Regions from separate parts of the Danio rerio genome. Here region 2 is linked to region 1. Evidence: chromatin contacts called from public HiChIP or PLAC-seq data. All regions are on one chromosome and are shown on one strand. The core of a region is the stretch at or near the end of the contact, and the rest is flanking DNA. Distances in the headings are between cores, read along the strand shown. Region 1 holds the start of rps29 (ribosomal protein S29). Region 2 holds the start of prpf39 (PRP39 pre-mRNA processing factor 39 homolog (yeast)).

What was found. HiChIP or PLAC-seq counts read pairs in DNA pulled down with a chosen protein or histone mark.
Region 2: an H3K4me3 HiChIP or PLAC-seq map of gastrula embryo shows a contact between it and region 1, with 4 times the contacts expected there. The contact joins the promoter of prpf39 here to the promoter of rps29 in region 1. A contact is called at or near these places in 2 of 4 datasets of contacts at active chromatin or transcription factors (embryo and gastrula embryo).

The regions. Positions count from the first base shown.
Region 1 is chr20:57,583,175-57,588,624 of GRCz12tu, reverse strand. rps29 (ribosomal protein S29) reads right to left here and starts at 2,842. Exons shown (of 3, transcript NM_212953.1): 1 at 2,764-2,842. The coding sequence starts at 2,825.
Region 2 is chr20:58,017,285-58,022,399 of GRCz12tu, reverse strand. prpf39 (PRP39 pre-mRNA processing factor 39 homolog (yeast)) reads right to left here and starts at 3,028. Exons shown (of 14, transcript NM_001004520.1): 1 at 2,900-3,028; 2 at 1-277. The coding sequence starts at 2,912.

The DNA.
Region 1 (5,450 bases), core at 1,593-4,092:
GAACTTCAACGTCTACCTCTACCACAACCATCACAGTAATGTAAAAACAGTAATTAAGAGAATTATTGTACTGAATAAAATACACTAATTGCATTATATTAAAACCTACCACCCAGTTATGCACATACAGTAATTATGAAATGTATTACACATTAAACTGCATAATTAACACCTGCCCCAACCCTCATAATACTGCTTTTTGTACAGAATCACAAAATGTATGCTACATTGTGCTCGTCTTCAGCTGTATCCCTTCTAGACTTTACCCAACTTACAATTAACGCAACCAAACTAACAATAAAAGGGGAATGGCCATGTTCATTAATATAAAGTTGCTATGAAAGCCTTCGAGTTGATGTCAGCAGTATGAAAACATGCTCAGACTTTTGATTGTAGATCATCAATATATCTTTATTCAGTGGATTAACATGCAGACTAATTATTCATGTTAGGAAAAGCAATGCGAGCTAGCAAAATAAACAATGTAAATTTTGATTTTACAAGGACTTTAAAAGGGACGGTTCAACTTTAATATAATGAAATTCAGATTCAAGCCTCTGAGCACAAAAAAATATTCAGACTACTGGAAAGCGGCAGCCACTGAATTACACGTTTTTTTTTCCTACAATGGATGTCAATGCTACCAGTTTCCATTATTAATTAAAATATCTTCTTTTGGGTAAAAAAAAAAGGAAAAAAATACAAAGCTTTAATAAAATATATATTTTTATATAAGTGTACCATCGCTTGTATTAACAATGCACTTAAAACAAATAATTTTTTTTTTTTCAATAAAAAAGCAGATTAAACGTACACAAATCACTATTTATTTTCTTAGTACCTCATTTAAACTGCATTTTGTGGGGGAAAAACAGCAATGCTACATTTATGACCTGCCAACAGTCATCTTTGAAAATAAGTTAATCTAATGCTTTTCTAATGGTAAAACTGTAGTAACCATAATTGTTTGGTGCATTGACTTATGCATAGTGCATAGTGGGGTAAAACTTTAAACATAACGTTTGGATACCACATTTTATTTTTATTACATTACAATTTAAGCAAATTGTAATGCAATTATCCTTTTAAATTAGGGCAAGACAAACTGTTTCAGCATTGATATTGCAATATGATCATTCGCAATTGTCACATTTCAACTATATGCAAGTATATGCATGCAAGTGTTTAAGGACTGTGAGGGTTTTAAAAGCTTCCAGGCTTAAGAAAAATGTACTGTTTGTAATAAAAGATTGCTTATTATATAAATATTGTGCTCAATAATATAAATATTACGCTTATTAAATAATACTTATGCTCATGTGCTATACAAATAAAGTTCACTTATATGCACTCGCCTACAAAATCTTCCCAATCAATCTGAAATTATAGATTCTTTACAAACATTTATTCAAATCATCGAGTGAAATTTCACTCAGTGTCTAGTATGCATCTTGATTTTAAAATATTTAGATATTTGGATAGAAAACAGGAAAAAACTTAGATTTTTATTTAATAATTATTAACAGCTCAGGGTTTTTTTTAGGCCTGTGACTGTGTGAGGGCTTTAAAAGCTTTCAGGCTTAAGAAAATGTACTATTTGTAACTTGCAAAAATTTATAATGATTAGTTTAATGGAATTGTTTATAAAAAAAGACGTAGTATTATTATACATTACTGTAGCCTTGAATAGTTTGATTCTTCGGAAAACAATAAAATTGTTTAATTAGCATATTTTTTTTATTGAAATTATGTATGCTGGTAGATTGCATATTATACAAATATTGTGGTCAATAATATATTGTGCTTATATAATACTTATGTTCATGTACTATACAAATAAAGTTAAATTACATTATGCAATCGCCTACAGAATCTTCCCAATCAATCTAAAATTATAGCTTCTTTTTGAACATTTATTCAACTCGTCGAGTGAAACTATTCATATCGCAATATAAAAAAAACGCAGAACAATAATGCAATGTTTTTCTAATATTGTGCAGCCCTACTTTTAAGATACGAAACACTTCATAAAGTCAGCAAACATCCATTAATTTTCTTAGCAATTTGTTTAAACCCCCTACAAGCAGTTAGTTACTAAATAATATTATAAGTTAACTGGTTAAAAAAATACAAGTAATAATAACTTTGTGAATTAACCAGAAATTCGTGTTAATAATTATGACCTGCAAATGGTCCTCCTTTGTAAAAATAAACCATGTTAAAATAGTACAAGTTAACTATGGCTGTGTGGTACACTGACTTCCATTTGCCAGCAGTTTTACCACAAATACCATAGTAAAACTAGTTCATTTTAACCATGAACACTACTTTAGTTTTGGTTAACACAGTCGACAGCGGTAAACCACAAATTATCCATGATTAAATGCTTACAAAATGGCATCAAAACATTAAATCGTTACTTAATAAAAGTGTGAAATGTTATATAAACATTTAAATGACTACGCAAGTCTGTAATCTGTGACCAAACATGTAGAAAATCCTCTAGACACTCTCTATATATAGGAGAGACCACTATTATCGAATTGATATCATACTTAGATGAAGTGTTTATCGTTTTATTCGGGTTTCCAGTAATCGGCAGTTAAACTATTCTCCGTCCGCCATGTTGTCAGCGCGCATCATCCTCGCCGCCCATGTGCTCCGCATTCCCGCGGATATTATAAACACACGACGGTCTGACCGAGCGAAAACCTTCACAAACACAAAACCTTCACATTAAACACCAAACTGAGCAGAACTGACCAGGATCTCGAGCCCTGGCCGTATTTTCTAGGGTGACTCCAGTAGAGCTGCTGATGGCCCATCTCGTCTCTCTCGATCGGGATGTCGAAAAGGAAGTGGATCTTGTGCGCAGGCGCAAAAAAGACGCGCTTCTTCTACGGAACCCGCCACTTCCTGCGCCCACACTAAAAAACGGCGCCATTCCGAGGGCGAGTTCCACATTACAGAAGTCAGGAAAATGTTTATTTGTTTATTTTATAGTGTAGATTGTACATGTATAGTGTAAAATACCTGCCCTTGTGTAGGAATGGTGATGGTGAATTTTTAAAAATATTGAATGGTCTTTTTAAAATCCCTGAAGTCTTCTCTGAGGAAGTTCTACACATATTATTGTTGTTTTATTACAATTAAGTCTTTATTTATTTGTTTATTAGTTCGTTTGTTCATTCATTCGTTTGTTTATTATTATTGTTATTATTATTATTATTAATAATAAGTTATTATAATGGTGTCGCGGTCGCACAGTGTCGCCTCACAGCAAGAAGGTCACTGGTTCGAGATTCGGCTAGGTTAGTTGGCGTTTCTGTGTGGAGTTTGCATGTTCTCCCTGTGTTGGTGTGGGTTTCCTCCGGGTGCTCCGGTTTTCACCACAGTCCAAACACATGCGCTATAGGGGAATTGGGTAGGCTAAATTGGCCGTAGAATGAGTGTGTATGGGCGTTTCCCAGTGATGGGTTGTAGCTGTGTAAAACATATGATGGATAAGTTAGTGGTTCATTCTGCTGTGGCAACCCCTGATAAATAAGCAGAAAAGAACATTAATGAATTAATGAACGTTACTATCATTAAAGCAATCATTAATTCGTTTGTCTTATAATAATAATATGTTTATTTTATATATTTGCATCTTCAGTGCTCAATTACGCTTTACAAAAAAAGCAAGAAAAACTATCATATTTATTACTGTAATATTTCTTTTGATCTTTTCTTTTAATTTATATTTCTTTATCAATGTTTATTATATTTGTAGAAGATTTTTCTAATAATTGTTTCGTACTATTTGTTCTTTCACGTATTTTTTGTTTTAAAGTATTCTAGTTTTAAAAATTGTCCTTATATTTATTACTTAAAGCTTGTATTTGCGAAACAAACTTCTATTCTAGGACAAACAGCACAAGATTTACATTAGAAATGCATATAAATGCACACTGAAGTTTCAAAGGGACCCCAAAAATTAAATTTCTATTATTTATTCTCTCAAGTGATTCCAAAACCTTTATGAGTTTTATTTTGTTTCATCATGCTGAACACAAAGTATATTATGGTTTGAAAATGTTGTAAACTGGTAAGCATTAACATCCATAGTAGAAACAAGTATTATAGAGTGTGAACGTGGCTTTAGTTTGCTTTGAAGCTGTGGTCACAGGGCACTTTTCACCCCATAGACTTACCTCTTACGTATGTAAATACAGCAGACTGGAAGCACAAGCTTGTGCGACACGTTCCACCTGCGAAATCGTATCATATGAATGCGTGAGACCAATTGAAGGTCAAAACCTCTCTGGAAAGAAATTTTAAATATGGAGCAATCACTCGCTGAAGCAGATGCCCAGAGTTTGAAGATTCCCAAACAAAAGTAGTGTCCGAACGAAAGAAGCATCCCAAATGACACATTATGCACTTATACGATAAACACTTGTGCACTTATATACTCAACCATGTAGTGTTTAAGTGTCATCTCAAATGAAACTGTAAGGGGCCGTTCACACAGAATGTGTTTTTCCTCACCAATGCATTACTTTTCTATAGGGGAAATACCAACCTACGTCACACGTAACGTCACACAGGTTCAAACGCGCATACCGGTTGCAAAAAAAGACCGGTTGCAATAGCAAGCATGTTGTGTTGTGCAGTAGGATGCCAAATTTTACCGTACACCAGTAGTAAGTGGAGTAAGGACCTAATTAATAATGCTGGACTCTGCAGTGCTCATGTTATATCAGGTAAGTTCACGCTATGCTAAAACATACACATCGCTAGTTTTGATTGCAGGAATAATTTCAGCAAAAACAGTTAAACATGGTGAATTAAACTGCGGACACAGAATGCTCAGAATGAAATGTAAACGTGTGTGTTTACATACCCTGCCGTACAGGAGCAGTTCACTGTCAGAATGCAGTAGTTCTGCTTGTTGATGATGACCCAGGCCTTGTACAGCTCCGTCTGCTTTCCTTGACTTTGGCTAGGCAGAACCTCGGTTTTTAGTGTAACCCCGCCGGTCCTACGCCACCCAACCCGCTCCGAGCTGGTATCGAACCGGCGACCTTCCACATGGGAGTCGGTTGCTCTAATAAGGAGGCTAAAGACCATGGCCTATAGCGTCTGTGGCTAGAGCACCTTTAGAGTTCAGAGGAGTGAGGTTTACCTGCACAGCATCAACTGGCTGACCTCCGCTACACTCAACCCCCTAAACCTCACTCCAAATCCGGGTCACGGCACCAATGTAACCCTGCCGGTCCTACGCCACCCAACCCGCTCCGAGCTGGAATCAAACCGGTGACCTTCCGCATGGGAGTCAGTTGCACTAACAAGGAGGCTGTGCAGGTAAACCTCACTCCTCTGAACTCTAAAGGTGCCCACTAGAGGCCTCCGTTACATTAGCACTACATAGTGTTGAATCTGGTCATCATGGAGCATTATTTCCGGCA
Region 2 (5,115 bases), core at 1,779-4,278, 430 kb before region 1:
TGTCCGTTTGACTCTGGCGGCTGCTCAGAGTTTTCCGCAGCAGGTTCTGCAGGACTGGCACTTTGGTCAATGTTCTGTACCGCAGTCTTTAAATGCTCCACCGAAAACTCCATGTCGGACACCGGCTGGGTCTGCTCCTGGCTTTCTGGGGGTTGTTCTGTCGTCAAATCGGACGTGCTCAAGCCTGTGACATCATCAGTCCCCGTTGTGCCCTCCATAGCAGGAGAGTCCCCGCTTTCCGGGGATTTCGAGTCCAACATCCCGGTCATTGACTCACCTGGAGCAAATCACATTTGATTACATTTGAAAAACGATTGTGCAATTCTGTCATTTAGACCCCACAGAAGCGGTCAGATGTGACGCAATATGCTGGACTGCACAAACTGTTCAAAGCTTTAAACAGATAAACAAGAGAATTTAACCGAGTTCCTTCTTTAACTGGATGGCCATCATCCTGTCTTAAAGGATCTTCTGCCAAACACTAAAGAAGATATTCAGCTGAAAATCATTGACTTCCACTGTATTGTTTTTTCTACCATGGAAGTCAGTGGTTTCAGCATTGACAGCCTTCTTCAAAACATCTTTTGTGTTCGACAGAAAAAGAAATAAAGTAAAGAGAGAGTAAATAATGATAATAATTAAATAAATAAGATTGTGACGGTATGATAACCTTGAATAAAATATCACGGTTTCACAGTATTGCAATTACTGCTCTAAATTATATACTTTTTAAATGTCCGGATAAAATTAGGGCTGCGCAATTAATCGAAAATACGATTTCGATTTTGGCTTTTAACGATTATGAAAAACCATTAATCGAGGTGAACGATTATTCCATCACGTACCGCCCCCTTTCCAGTTGTGCACATGTAAAAACTATTTGCCTCTGCAAAGCTCAGTTTCACGTGAAAATGACTAAAAGCATGTGCTGTAATGTAACTTTTGCAGCACTGGATGCGCATCATTCATGTTTTTTAAAGCGCAAAAGAGCACATGCTGTTGTGTGTGTGCGCGCGCCATGCTTAGCCTTGGACAGGTAGCGTGTGCGTGTGAGTTTGCGTGAAACAAAACAAATAAGCCTTTCTCCAGAAGAAAAAAAAATAGGAAATACTGTAAAGAAACCCCTCTGTTAAACATAATTTGGGAAATATTTATATATAAAAATAAAATCATTGGAGGAAGAATATTTTTGACTTCAATTGATAATCGTTTTGAATAACCGTGATTACAATTATGACCAAAATAATCGTGATTATGATTTTTCCCATAATCGAGCAGCCCTAGATAAAATACAAAAACTTTTCCCCTTTGAACACAATATAATTTATTAAATATAAATAAAATATATTGTATATACCCTAATCTTTTCCCAAACCTCAGTATACCTTGAAAACGGTTATCCCATGCCTAAATGACAGTATTTTTAAGTTTTGGGTGACCATTTTGAAGTATTGCATGAACAACGAGTGATGGAAACATCACATTTCAACCAAAATTGCCTTAATTTGCAAGAATTTTTTGGTTTTAGACTTATGCAAAAAAGGGTCAATGTAAATAATGTGAGAATGCATTTACCGAATAAACTGATACAGAGCACATTACACACACAACTCCATTAAGTTTTTCTTGTTTACTATTGGTTGCTAGGTTCCCAATACTACAGTCAGCCATTCTAAAAATTTGATGTGACCCATCTCATTAGCATTGGCATTTTTTATTTAATTTAACTTAACAAGATTTGGTTCACTTTAAAGTGAAAACCTGGCTATTGACATGGATCATTCATCCTACAAACAAAGATTGAGCTCATAAACTCAAAATTTTTACTTAATGTGGATTATTTTGAGACCCAATCACACAGAGGAAACATGTAATAGTCAATCAGTTTGCATTTAATTTACCTCGTAATAAGCACACCAAATGTTAATGGAAGAATATCGCAAACATTATTAATGTGTGCATTTGTTAGTAGTTATTTAGACTAAATCAAACTGTAACCGTTACAAATGATGTTTATAATAGTTTTTGGTAAATTTGGCTCCTTTTTACCTGTATTTTAATAAGTTGTCATGTTTAAGGCCAGATGGCTGATGATAAACTATACTTTAGCCTGTAATTAAGAGATTAACCTAATAATGATTGAATCCACAAAATTATTAAAGCTGGCAGAATTAACAACCTATTTATTTAAGTACATAACGTTTGAGTAAGATTTTTTGCAATACCGACCATTCCTACGACAAAGTTTACAAATCAAGTCAGAAATGTATTAGAACACATTACCACAAGTAAAACTTTAACTGTTAAGCTTAGTGTCGCGTTTTAAAATGTTTAGCTGGCGAAACCAAAAAATAAGATGTTAAAGCAAAATATTTATCATTAAAACAATTAGTGACAGGTCGAACAGAAGCGTCACGTGATGCAGTGTTCTCTTGCATAAACTGACGCCTGATTTGAATGCAACTCGCACATTTTCCTAAACATAAAAATAAATTCGACAGATTAAGTATTTCAATAAATCAGAACGAACACACGATAATATTCGTAAACATTCAGAAACCTCGACGATATGTTCGGTACTGATCTGTTTGTTTGGGGTTTCCTAGCGAAACTCGCGCGATGATTCGTGGAAGTTAGCGAATATTAGCAAACCCATCGCCTGCAGGTGAAAACACGCTTTAAATGCGCTCTACTGCACGACGAGCCGTTAAATACAAGATATTATGATAAAAATCGCTTTAAAATACTGTATGCGTGTGTGAAGAGTCAGTGAGCTGCTGTGCTTTCGGCCTGTTTTCTTTACGCGTTTAGCCGAACTGCTAACGAGGAGCCGCGCACGTTTCCTCAGAGCTTTCCTGAAGCTAAACGCGGGAAAATCTGCAACCTAGTGCTTACTTACCGGAATCTTCCATGAAACTCGGTTAAACCGGCAGATATTTTCACGAGTTCTTTGAAGTTTTATGCGGCTGAACACATGTGGTCGAGCGGCCGCGTTCCGTCGTGCTGTGTCGAAAAGGACACGAATGTGCTGCGCATGCGCACTGCGACGCGGAACTCAGTCGCTCAAAAGACGCTCGTGACGTCACAGCGTCCCCAAAAATGCAGGGTTCCACACAATTTATTCCTGTTGTCCCAACACAAATCGATGAAGTTAACTTAACACGTTTAACAAATTTGTGTGTATTGAACATAAAACAGTTAAGTTGTCCCAATGAAATCTCAAATGTTGTTTCAGCTCATTCTATATAAGTAGTTTGAACAAGTAAAAACTATATTTTTTGAGTGAATGGTTCCTACCTGGGGTTATCTTATATTTAAACATACATTAGAAATACAGATTTCTTGTAAAGATGTTTTGATATACAATAATAATAATAATAATAATAAAACTGTGATTATTAATTTAATGATTATGTATGGGAAATACCTAGTGCTGTCGCCTCACAGCAAGAAGGTCGCTAGGTCGCTGGTTCGAGCCTAGGTTCAGTTGGTGTTTCTGTGTGGAGTTTGCATGTTCTCCCTGCGTTCGCGTGGGTTTCCTCCGAGTGCTCCGGCTTCCCCCACAGTCCAAACGGTCCAAACACAAGTGGTACAGGTGAATTGGGTAGGCTAAATTGTCCGTAGTGTATGAGGGTGACAGGCCCAGACGACAGGCCGGCCGGAATGTGTAAAAAACAAGTCGTTATCATATGGACAAGTCTAAATGGAGGACTTGTTCCAAAGAGCCGACCCCGCAACCATACGGCACTAAGGCCAAAGAAGAAGAAGTATGGGAAATACCATGCACACAAACAAAAATGTTCCAATATTAACGATAAACCTAACATTTTTTTTGTTTAAAATTGATCTTAAGCATTATATTAAAACCCTAAAAGATCTTAAAATTAAAAGAGCTGTAAAACTCCTGTAATTTGTTATTTCTTATTTTCTATTGATCTTTTCTCTTGACGTTCATGTAAAAGCACCCAGTGCTGTATCCTCTCTGCACTCTCTATGCACATGAACACTCCTGTTATGCAATAAAAACAGAAGCTATTGTGAATTCTCTTATACGTGCTGCTGGGAATTTTTGTTTTATTTACAAAGGTTTCATAATTCATATACCAACTCGTATAGACTACTAACATGAAATATAACATTTAAATAATTAATTTAACATTTAATTTAACACAGATTCATCAATAAGAGATGTGCGTTTAAGAAATATGATGAGATCTTTTAAGGAATTTGATCATTTTTTCTATTATTGTGATTTAGTACTTTTTTTTACTTTTTAAAAAACATTAGTTTATGAAAAAATATAATTTTTTTGTACATTTTTAAAATAAAATTTGTTCTCTCTTTTCTGTTTATCCAATGTGGATATTGTGTAAAATGATGGTAGTAGTTTACTGTATTATTTGTATTGTTGAAATAATAATCAAGTCATGCGGCCTTAAAAAATCAGTTTACCATATATATATATATATAAATATATATATATATATATATATATATATATATATATATATATATATATATATATTAGGGGTGTCAAAATCAACGCGTTAACACACGTGATTAATTTAAATATTTAACGCATTAAAAAAAGAACGCAAATAACGCAGTTGCCGGTTTTTATGTCCTGTTGTGGCCAACATGTGTTTAGGGACGGTGCGTGCATAGAGGCGACCAAGGCGGACGCTTTGGGCAGCAGAATAGCGAGCCCACTTTCATCAGCTACACCGACCCCCTCCCTCACGGTCCTCGCTTTCATCAGCAAAAAGGTCACTTTCTTTTACACTTTCGGGCCTGAGGGCGGCGTGATTGTCGTCTGCCTAAAGTGCCAGTCCAGCTTGCCTCGGCCCTGCGTCTGTTAAACATGCAAAGAAAGAAGACCAAGGAGGCGCTTTCAGAAGGAAAGTTTCAGTATAAAATAATGAATGTGGCATCATCAGGCTATCCTGCGTTTCCTCCAGTTTCATGCAATTTCGGGTGTTTCCTCTTTAGCTGCAGTTCAGCAGTTCACTCTCATTCAGCAGATTTTCATTCAGGATGTTTTAATGGAGTTTGATATCGCATAGCGAACGAAAAAAACCTCCGCATTTTGGGACTCGCGTGATCCTTTAAGGTATT